Linked DNA regions of Sus scrofa: all the other regions are linked to region 1. A link is a contact called in public HiChIP or PLAC-seq data. All regions are on one chromosome and are shown on one strand. Each heading gives the region's core, a stretch centred on a gene start, on an enhancer-like site or on the middle of the called end of the contact. The rest is flanking DNA. Distances are from core to core; before and after follow the strand shown.

Region 1 (3,773 bases), core at 559-3,058:
CCAACACACCCACCTACTCAACACCCTCCTTTCTTTAGCTCTTCCTGCACACACTCAAACCCTCTCTTCTATCAGGCTCCCCGCTCTCAACCACCTGAGATTTTACCCACACACACACACACACAAGCTACCTTCTCTGGGCCTCCCACTCCTTTTGATCTCCCTTTCCTCACTGTGGGTCTCCCCTAAATTGCTTCCACACCCCAACATGCCACCTGAAAACAGGCCCTGCTTTAGAAAGACCTCTTTGCCCCACCCCCCCACCCCCACGGGACAATTCTTGCAGCTACTCTCACCTCTTCCTCCCCAGACAACGCATTCTCCCTTCAGGACACACACACACTCTCCGGTCCCGGGACGGCATCTCCAGACGCCCCCACCCCCAAATTCCTCTCTCAGTCTATCCATCACACACTCCCTTCCTAATGAGACTTTCATTACCCCGCCAACCTCCCTCCCACTCTCCGCCATTCTGCCCCTTCCCTCCCTCCATCCTCACCTTTTCCAGGCTACCTTGCTTGGCCTCAGGCGCCGCCAACCCTTGGCGGAGCCTTTGTGGACGTTCCAGCAATTCTTCGGCTCCCCTCCTCAAAACGCTCCAAATACTCTCCCTATCTCCCTTGGGCCTCTCATCGATGAGGCCTTTAGCCTCATCAATTCCTTTCATGCCTTCTCTTGTCCAGTCTTCTCCTCTTCCCCTTAAAACGGGGCACCCCCAGTAAATCTCACCCCCTGCAAGACTTCTCATTCACAGGTCCCTTCGGACCCCCGTTCCAGACCTCATTCGCCACCCTCCCCATCCCCACATCCTAAGCCCCGGGTCTTTTCACAGTCACTTCTTTCCTTAGCCCCTCTGCTTTTATCTCCCCTGTCCTTCCACCACCCTTCCCACTCCACAATCCCCTCCTGAGTACCCCCCAACCCCATCTTCAGACTTCCAGAATCCTCACCCCCTTTAGAAGTTCCCCAGCCTGGGGCTCCCACAATCCTATCCTCTTCAGAGGACTCTGCGAGCCAAACAACCCCCTGCACACTCGAGCTCCTCCTCAGACTGCCCCGACCCCCAAATTCCAGACCCCCCGTTCCTCTCTCAGCAACCCCAATCCAACCCGAGCCTTCGATCCCGCCTCAGACCCAATTCCATTTTAGAGTCTCCAATCATCTCGCTGGTTTCCTCCAATTCCCCACCTCGACCCGCCTAATTCCTTCACAGACTCCCTGATTCCATGTTTTAGATTTCCATATTCTCTCCTCGGCCGCCAATGATTTTTTCAGACTCCCAATTCCTTGCTCAAGTTCTGCAACTCCTTTTCAGGACCCCAAACACCTTCTCAGATCCACCGATTCCTTCTCACGACGCCCGGTTCTCATCACAGACCCTCCACTCCCATCTCAGGACTCCCAACCCCTTCCCGGCGCCCAGCCTCCCTCGGAAGCCCCCCTCCAGCCCGTCCGGCCCGCGGGCCGCGCACCTTGCGTTGCTGCTTCTCCCAGGCCGGGTCCAGCAGCAGGTCCCGGTCCCAGTCGTCCTCCTGGGCCATGTAGTCGCCCATGCTACCGCCGCCGCCGGCGCCATTGCTCCCGCTGCTGGGGCCGTACTGGTACGACTGGTTCGCCGCGTGGTAGTCCACCATTCCGCCGCCTCTCCCGAGCCCGTCCGCTCCCGCCTCTGCTCCCGCCCCTCTGCCCGAGCCTCCGCCGCCGCCGCCGCCGCCGCTGCTTCAGCTGCTTCAGCCCGCCCTGCGCTAGCGCCTGCGCACTGCCCGCTGCGCTTGCGCACCGCGCCTCCGCCGCCGCCGCCGCCGCCGCCCTCCCGCGCGCGCGCGCGCGCGCTTCCTAACGAGAAAGGCCCTAAGACCCCGCCTCGGGAAGCTCTGAGCCTGCGCAGAGTCCACTTCCCCGCCGCCCTTCGGCTCGTGGACGAGCTTCGCCTCCTCGCGCGCGCGCGCGCGCGCGCGGCCTCTACGTGTGGGCGGGCCCAGAGAGCGAAGGATTCGGCCGGCGGGTCTGGCCATTGGGCTCTGGCGTGGAGTGTATTCCCTTTCGGCGCCAGAAATTCAACAAATATTAAGCGCCTACTATGTGCCAGACCATGTTTTACGCATCAACACTAAATAAGATAGACAAAACTGTCTGCCCTCATGAAACAACCGTCTAGTGAAAGGAAAAAAACACAATTTTAGGAAACAGTGTATTGGAGTTGCTGCTGTGGTGCAGCGTGTTAAGAATCCAGCGTTGCCCCAGCTGTGGCATCGGCCCCAGCTGTGGCTCATTTTCCATCCCTTGCCCAGGAATTTCCACATGCCACAGATGCGGGGGGAAAAAAAGTACATAGCGTATGTATATATTCCAAGGGGATATGTGCTATGAAGAAAAATCAAACAGAACTAGAATGGAAATGAAGTAGTCAGGATTGACTTCATTTATTTTTTTATTTTTTGCCTTTGCTTTTCAGGGCAACACCTGTGGCATATATAAGTTCCTGAGCTAGGAATCAAATCAGAGCTACACCTGCCAGCTTATGCAACAGCCATAGCAACCCACGATCCTTAACCCTCTGAGAGAAACCAGGGATGGAACCTGCATCCTCATGGATACCAGTCGGATTTGGATTTACGCCCTGCTGAGCCACAACGGAAACTGGCAGAGTTGGCTTTATGAACAAGGAGGACAATTAAACAAACTCTTGAAGAATTCACAAAATGGACATGGTAGCTCCGAATGGATACTGGCTGACTGGGAAAGTGGAGGATTTTTTGGACGTGTTTACTTCACTCATTCAAAAAGCATTTATTGAGCCTCTGTTGTATTCCAGGAACTCTTCTTGGATGCTGGTGATAAGGTGCTGAGCATGGTAAGTGCGCCAAGTTCTCAAGTGTATGGGGGACACGACAGTAAATAAATACAAATGACACTCACACATAATAGGTGTCTCAAGTGTAAGTACCCAGAGTTGGGCTCCTGATCTTCCTCCCAAACCTCGTCACCCCATAGCCATCCCCATCTTGGTCAATGGTGCCTCCGGCCTTTCAGCTGTGCAGGCAACAAAGCTTGCAGTCATCCTTGGCTCCTCTTTGTTTTCACACCCTACATCCAGTCGTTCAGGAAATTCTGTCAGATCCATCTTCCAAGTATATACAAAATTCACCCACTTCTCCCATCCCACATGGCCACACCCTGGTTCTGTCCACCCTCACCTTGTCTTCACCTGGACCAGTGTCCCAGCCTCCTCAACATTTCTCAAGTCCTCCACATGCCCCCTTCCCCACCTCTCTTTCTCCAAAGAAACCAGAAGGAGCCTGAGTCAAATCAAGCTCCTCCCTCCCCTGCTCAGAACCATCCCTTGGCGCCACGAAGTCAAAGACAGGAGGAAAGGCTGCAGGATTCCTTGCTTTGACTCAGCCCCGCCCAGCTTTGGAAGCAATGGGGACTCCTGGGGCTTCGGCCAAATTCACCAGTTCGTCCATGTCCTGCCCAGCCTGGTCCCCAGCTCCTCTCCCAACTCTTCTCCCATTCTCCCCCCTCGCTCTCCCAGCTCCTGCCACACTGCTGGCCTCCCGGCTGTTCCTCCAACACACCTGGAAGGGTCCAGCCTCGAGGCCTTGTTACCACTGCGCTTCGCCCCGACACTAGACCCTCAGGATCATAGCCTCCTCTCCTGCACATCGGTGGAAGTATCACCCCCTTAGTGAGACCTCACCTGACCACCGTTTTATAAATAGCACCCCACACCTTCCCGCTTCATTTTTGTCTATAGCACATTCAATACAGTG
Region 2 (3,773 bases), core at 412-2,911, 150 kb after region 1:
CCTCTTATGAAAGCAGGAGGTCTGGGCCCCAGGGAGATCCAGAGATGACACTTCCTGGCCTTGACCTTGGTCATAACCCTACCACTCAGGCCTCAGTTTCCCTCAAATCTCCCATGGAGATAAAGATAGGGCCCTACCTCAGAAGATAGGACAGCGAGGATATAATTAGATGTCTCAGGAGGCTGAGGGCCTGGGCATGGGGCCTGAGGTAGAGTGGCTGTTCAGGGGCTGACGGCCATGGCCATGGTCTTATTAGGTCTGGGGAGGAGGAGAGAGAGCCCAACCCATGGTGTCTGCTAAGGGGCTGGAGCTGGGGCAAGAGCCTAGGGTGAAGCTAGGCCTTCTCCCGTGGCTGAATGTCCAGCTGTCCCCATCCTTCACTACGGGCCTCAGCTGTTCATCCCTCCCTCCCGGGAAACCAGACCCGGCTCACCAGGGTCCTATTCTGGGGCCAGAATGCTGTGTCAGCATTTCCCAGGGCCCAGAGGGCGTGGGGAGGGGCTAATGCAGGGTCAGCAGACCTAGCCCAGAAGAGAGAACATACCCCCACACTCACAACCCCCCCACCCCCACGGGGCTGAACCACTGGGAAGGAAAAGTGGGAAGGACTCCCCAGGGGCAGCCCCTCCCCCATCATCTCCACGGCCCCTGCCCAGGCCCCAGAAAAGCGGGCTATTCTGGGAGGGACACCTGTTGTTCCCGTTCCCATCCCTGCCCCCCAGCCGGGGATCAGAGAAGTGGGGAGAGACAGAGCTGGAGACACAGCAAGAAAAAACACAGAGGGCCTGAAACCGGCAAAACAAAGCCAGAGACAGAGACCAGCAGACAGAGATGGAGAGAGATACAGACACAAACAATCCAAAGAGACAGATAGAAAAAGGCACCCCCCCAGAGACCACTGGCAGCCATATTTGACCCTCCTCCCTAAAACCAAGTGGGGGAAAAAAGAAGACCTAGAACTAGAGAGACCCCACCCGCCCACCCCAGGAGACCCTCAAGAGCTGGGAGTTCAAAGGAGCTGGGTCCTCCAGTCCACCCCAGCCCCCTTCCCAAGAATTTAAATAGGTCAGAGTCTGGAGCAAGAAGAGAATTAGAGCTAGGTGGTGGTGGGGGAGGGGGGCAGCTAAATTAAGCTCAGGAATTAGAATCACCTTCCCCAAGTGCCGGCTTCCAGAGTGATGGGAGGGGGTGCTCCCTCAGCGGCCCCCTTCTCTGGGACAACCCGCTAGTATCAGAGGGAAGGGTGGCAGAAGGTTCCCCTCCCCATCCTGCAGTCCCAAATTCTACTAATTCTAAGGCGAGAAAGGTGGGGGAGACTGAGAGAGACAGAAACGGAGAAAGACAGTGACAGTCACCCAAAGGACAGTAGAAGAGACCTCGAATCTTAGAGACCACCAGCAAACACGACGGAGACATCCAGAGACAGAGAAACATTCACAGGAACCCGAGAGATGACCCCAGAGACCCCTAACAGAGATACGTACTGTCCGCAGAAACTGGACCTCATCTTCGCCCTCTCCTCCGTCACCCATGATGTCGAGGCCCGAGGAGCCGGGGCTGAGGTCAGGGAATAGGAGGAGGGGGCCGCAGGCTGGGCGGGCGGGCGGGCCGGGGGCGGCTGGGGTCGGAGACCTCTGGGAACCCCAGAGGCACCCGCGGGGTAGATGGAACTGCGAGGAAGACTCGCGTGCAGCTCAGAGCTGGTAGGAGGTCTCCGCCCTCCGGTCTCCATTGGGCCCCGACGACAAGACCACGCCCCTTTGACGGAGCCCCGCCTACAGATCCCAGACTTTAGCCAAAGGTGCACGTTCGGGTGGGAGGTGTTAAGGGAGAGTGTCTAGGAGGTAGCTACCCTCTCTCCTCTCTCCTCCCATTTCACAAAGTCCAAACTGAGGCTCTGAGCCGGGAAGGCCCTGCTTGATGTCGGGGTTATGCACCAGGTCTCCCGGCTTTAAAAACCATCAGACATAGTGATTAAAAATAAAGACTCTGGAGTTCCCCTCGTGGCGAAGCAGAAACGAATTCAACTAGCAACCGTCAGGTTGCGGGTTTGATCCCTGGCACTCGCTCAGTGGGTTAAGGATCTGGCGTTGCTTTGAGCTGTGGTGTAGGTTGCAGACGCGGCTTGAATCCCGCGTTGCTGTGGCTGTGGTGTAGGCTTTTGGCTACATCTCCGATTAGACCCCTAGCCTGGGAACCTCCATACGCCGCGGGTGCTGCCCTAAAAAGAAAAAAAAAATTGTATTTAAAAACTGTACTAATACACAATGTGTTACGTAAGTGTCGCTCGCATCATTATCGTCGTCATTATTATAAAAACTGATGAGGCAAGAATAACAGCCGTAGCAGACATCTTTTGTATGCCTGTCACATTTCAGGCCCTGAGCTGAGATCTTTTCACTGCATCTTATTTCGGTCTTACAACAATCCTGCTATTATTTACACTTTTTTGGAAGAGGAAATAAAAATATGTGGTTCTTACTCTGTATAGTTTTTGCGGTTTTTTTGGCTGCACCCACAACATAGGGAAGTGCCTGGGCCAGGGATTGAACCCACACCCCAGCAGTGACCAGAGCTGCTGAAGTGACAACACCAGATCCTTAACCCATTGCACCACAAGGAAACTCCTATGTATAATTTTATTGAACTGCAAGATATTGCTTTGTGTAACCTACAGCTTAATAATAATACTTTAATTGATCCCTGTGTCAATCAGTTACCACGTGGTAGGCTCTATTTTTTTTTTTTTCTTTTTGGGGCCACACCAGTGGCACATGGAAGTTGGCAGGCTAGGGATCGAATTGGAGCTGTAGGTGCCAGCCTACACCACAGCCACAGCAACTCGGGATCCAAGCCACATCTGGGACCTACACCACAGTTCACGGCAAGGCCAGATTCCCAACCCACTGGGCGTGACCAGGGATTGAACCTGCATCCTCATGGATACTAGTCAGGTTTGTTACCGCTGAGCCATGACAGAAGTCCCTGGTAGGCTCTATTGATTTCCTCATGGGATTTTCTCTACAACCCCAGAAAGTGAGGTCTTCTCCAAATTAGTCCAGTGGACAGATGAGAAAACTGAAGCCAGAGGCACAAGGTTGCCTGCCTGGCAGGAGGCCCAGGTGTGTGGAACCCTACATTGGGCCTCCAGTTCCATAGTTGCCTGTTTTAGGAAACTGCAGAGGTGCTCTGCCCCAGCTCCACAGAGCACCTAATCTCTTCCAGCCCCCCTTCCCACAGGCGTCCAGGAGCAAGAAGGAGCTGGTTGCCTCTCTCAGGGCTCCCCTACTTACAAAGCCCAGGCCACTCATCTGCATGAAGTGTGGTCCAGCTAGCAGCCCTATGTGGCTCAGAAAGGCCCTGGGGAGACAGAGAATTACAATTCTGGGGGTTGGGGCCTAACCCTGGTGATGAACTGGCTTTTTCTTCTAACTGGGAGATTTTATTCCATACGGAGACAGTAAAGTGGAATGGTTAGGAACCCTGACTCTGGGTTCAAATCCCTGGCTCAGCCTCTGTGTGAATGTAAGCAAGTTACTCCACCTCTGTTTTCCTCATCTGGAAAATGGGCAACATAAGAGTACTGACTTCACAAGACTATTGTGAGAATTACAGTTGTCCCTCAGCAGCCTTTGAGGGCTTGGTTCCAGGACCCTGCTGGATACCAAAACCTGTGGCTATCCAAGTCCCTTATATAAAATTGTGTAGTATTTGCATATAACCTATGCATTTCCTCCAATATATTTTAAATGATCTTTAGATGATATATAATA
Region 3 (3,773 bases), core at 336-2,835, 150 kb before region 1:
GGCTAACTGGCTTTTTCCAAAGTTATTTTATTTATTTTGTCTTTTGTCCTTTTTTAGGGCCGCACCCACGGCATATGGAGTTTCCCAGGCTAGGGGTCTATTTGAAGCTGTTGCTGCCGGCCTATGCCAGAGCACAGCAACGCCAGATCCGAGCCACATCTGCAACCTACACCACAGCTCATTCCACATCCTTAACCCACTGAGCAAGGCCAGGGATCAAACCAGAAACTTCATGGTTCCTTGTCGGATTCGTTTCTGCTGCACCACAACGGAAACTCCCCAAAGTGATTTTAAAAGACCTTATATTTAGGAGTTCCAGGCTTGACGCAGTGGAAACAAGTCTGGCTAGGAACTATGAGGTTGCGAGTTCGGTCCCTGGCCTCACTCAGTGGATTAAGGATCCTGCATTGCCATGAGCTGTGGTATAGGTCGCAGAAGTGGCTTGGGGGGTTCCCGTTGTGGCTCAGTGGTTATCGAATCTGACTAGGAACCATGAGGTTGCGGGTTCCATCCCTGGCCTTGCTCAGTGGGTTAAGGGTCCAGTGTCGCCTTGAGCTGTGGTATAGGTTGCAGACGTGGCTTGGATCCCGCGTTGCTGTGGCTCTGGTGTAGGCCGGTGGCTACAGCTCAGACTAGGCCCCTAGCCTGGGAACCTCCACATGCTGTGGGAGTGGTCCTCAAAAGGCAAAAAGAAAAAAAAAAAAAGTGGCTTGGATCCAGCATTGCTGTGGCTGTAGTGTAGGCCAGCAGCTGTAGCTCCAATTCAACCCCTAGCCTGGGAACCTCCACATGCTGCAGGTGTGGCCCTAAAAGCAGTACCCCCCCAAAAAACCCTTATATTTATTAAGAACACGTACTTAATGGACTTCCCATGTGGCTTGCAGGATAACTACTTAGTGTTGCTTCTACAGTGGCTGTGGCTCGACCCCTGGCTCAGGAACTTACATTAAAAAAAAAAAAAAAAAAGAACATGTACTTACGAGCCACATAAATAGCCTCTTCAGCCCTCTTGAATCCCAGGGACCTTAATCTAGTGTCGTCTCCAGATCCAGGTTTCCGCTGTGTTCAAGGTAAAATAGTACAACCCCTACCCACCCCACCCCCGCCCCCGGCCCGCCCAGTGGTGTGGGAATTCGAATTATATAGTCAGCACTTAATGTTGGTCTATACTTTTACTGGATAATCTCAGTAGGAAATTTTTCTTTTTAGTTAATATGGTACAAGTGCATGGTTACAAACTGGCAGGGCTCCGATTATTCTGCCATTACGGACTTGGACACTCATCTCTCTCCAATTCGTTCACCATTACGAAAGAGCTGTGGTGGCCCCTGCACAGAATGTTCGGGGACAGTGAATTATCGCCTCAGGCCAGATTCCTATTGTGCCAAAGGTTCCCAGGGCGAGCCAAAGGCCGGCAAATTTAGAAGGCGATTTCCGGTTGCCCTTAGTAAAGATGGCGGGAATAGGGGTGTCACCGCTGTTTGGATGCGGCTTCGATGCCCTCGCTCAACATGGCGGCCCTTGTGCCCGCCCCCTTAACTTCCTCTCGTCGGGCTATTCCGGCGTTTCAGTCGCAATGACGGCAGTGGCAATGGCGTTTTTTCACAGAGTGCGCAGCTTGCTGACTCGGCGTGAGTCATCTCTTGACTTCTGGGGGTCTATTGAGCTGTCGTCCTGTCATGGCGACTGTAGAACGGAGAGGCCTGTCTGGGGTCAAGCAAGGTCCTCACGCCTTATTAAACTCAGGGGTCCATGTGCTCCTATGCAAAGGGCCCGTGTCCTACCGTGGGGTAGCTGTCAGCTCAGTGTCTCCAATCTAGTGTCAGTACCACCTTCGCGGGTTTGAAGTGGCCCTCAGACCGAGGCCACTGGTGAGTGCACCCTAATCTTAAAAGCCTGTGTCTTCCTGAACCAAGGCCTCTTAACAGGCCTGCGTTCCCCAATCTAATGTCACTGAGATGGATGTGTGCCCTCTGCTTTTGAAGGTGCTCTTCTCCCAATTTGGGGTCATAAAATGCTCTTCCTGGGAGTTCCCGTCCTGGCTCAGTGGTTAACAAATCTGACTAGGAACCATGAGGTTGCGGGTTCGATCCCTGCCCTTGCTCAGTGGGTTAACGATCCAGCATTGCTGTGAGCTGTGGTGTAGGTCGCAGACGCGGCTCAGATCCCGCCGCGTTGCTGTGGCTCTGGTGTAGGCCGGTGGCTACCGCTTTGATTCCACCCCTAGCCTAGGAACCTCCATATGCCGCGGGAGCCGCCCTAGAAATGGCAAAAAGACAAAAAAAAAAAAAAAAAAAAAAAAAATGCTCTTCCTTTGTCTCTCCAGGATTGACAGCCCCCACCAACCTCAGCCTTAGTCTTCACCCCATGAGCTCCTTTACACAAGAGGAGGCTTCCAAAGCTGCTCCCAGCGAAGCTCCAGGTCACAACTATGAGTCCCTTCAGGTGACAGCTGTCCAGAAACATGTGCTTCATGTGCAGCTAAACCGGCCAGAGAAGAGAAATGCCATGAACAGAGCCTTCTGGAGGTCTGGTCTGCAGGTCCTGAGAGGCCTGTCTGCAGGAGGAGGCAGGGGCTAAGGGACTGGGCAGGGGAGGACCTGAGAGCAGGGAACTCCCCCCGCCCCCCCAGACAGCCCTTGCCTCCTTCCCTTTCCGCAGAGAGATGGTGGTGTGCTTCAACAAGATCGCACAGGACCCTGACTGTCGTGCGGTGGTGATCTCTGGTGCAGGAAAAATGTTCACTTCAGGTACCACGTGCTCTCCATACCCACCCCTGCCACCCTCCCCTGCTCCTGGAGAGAGATCAAGGCTTCTTAATTAGGGTTTCAAGCAGCTTCTAACTTCAACTTTCAACATTTTCAAATACAGAAATTGACAGGTTCATGGGCTCTTAAATCTGGGTTTTCATTCTTTTTTTTTTTGAAGTATAGTTTATTTATTTATTATTATTATTATTTTTTTTTTTTTTGTCTTTTTGCTATTTCTTTGGGCCGCTCCCGCAGCATATGGAGGTTCCCAGGCTAGGGGACGAATCGGAGCTGTAGCTGCCGGCCTACGCCAGAGCCACAGCAACACAGGATCGGAGCCGAGTCTGCAACCTACACCACAGCTCACGGCAATGCCGGATCGTTAACCCACTGAGCAAGGGCAGGAACTGAACCCGCAACCTCATGGTTCCTAGTCGGATTCGTTAACCACTGCGCCACGACGGGAACTCCTGGGTTTTCATTCTTGAATCTCTGGCCTTAACCATTCAGTCTGTTTTTTTGTGTCAGTAAAGTGTCTTATAATAATAACATGCTTTTGGAGTTTCCGCTGTGGAGCGACGGGATTAGTGGCATTTCTGGAGTGCTGGGACACAGGTTTGATCTCTGGCTGCCACAGTGGTGAAGGATTCAGCATTGCTACAGCTTCGGTGTAGGTCGCAACTGCAGCTGGGATCTGATCTCTGGCCAGGAAACTCTGTATGCCACAGGGCAGCCAAAAAAGAAAATAAATAAATAACAGGCTTTCATGCAGTTATTCCACCCGCATGAACTGATTTCCAGTTACGTGTCTGTTAGGTTTTTTGATTGTCCCATAGTTCTGTTCTTTGGGTTGGGTACTTTCCTTAGACCGTATGCACCAACTCCTTTTCATCTGTACTCTTGCCCATCCAGTGACTAAGCCCATCCAGTGATTTTGAAATTTTCAGATACAGACATACCTCAGAGATACTGTGGGTTCAGTTGCAGACCACCGCAATAAAACAAAGATAGCAATAAAGTAAT

What was found. HiChIP or PLAC-seq counts read pairs in DNA pulled down with a chosen protein or histone mark.
Region 2: an H3K27ac HiChIP or PLAC-seq map of skeletal muscle shows a contact between it and region 1. The contact joins the promoter of RYR1 here to the promoter of ACTN4 in region 1. A contact is called at or near these places in 2 of 2 datasets of contacts at active chromatin or transcription factors (alveolar macrophages and skeletal muscle).
Region 3: an H3K27ac HiChIP or PLAC-seq map of skeletal muscle shows a contact between it and region 1. The contact joins the promoter of ECH1 here to the promoter of ACTN4 in region 1. A contact is called at or near these places in 3 of 47 Hi-C or Micro-C datasets (embryonic fibroblasts and liver) and 1 of 2 datasets of contacts at active chromatin or transcription factors (skeletal muscle).

What each region holds. Positions count from the first base shown.
Region 1 is chr6:47,491,869-47,495,641 of Sscrofa11.1, reverse strand. It overlaps ACTN4 (alpha-actinin-4), which reads right to left and starts at 1,808. Exons shown (of 21, transcript XM_003355883.4): 1 at 1,473-1,808. The coding sequence starts at 1,634.
Region 2 is chr6:47,337,647-47,341,419 of Sscrofa11.1, reverse strand. RYR1 (ryanodine receptor 1) reads right to left here and starts at 1,661. Exons shown (of 109, transcript NM_001001534.1): 1 at 1,485-1,661. The coding sequence starts at 1,532.
Region 3 is chr6:47,636,773-47,640,545 of Sscrofa11.1, reverse strand. ECH1 (enoyl-CoA hydratase 1) reads left to right here and starts at 1,585. Exons shown (of 10, transcript NM_001044607.2): 1 at 1,585-1,631; 2 at 2,327-2,528; 3 at 2,662-2,750. The coding sequence starts at 1,592.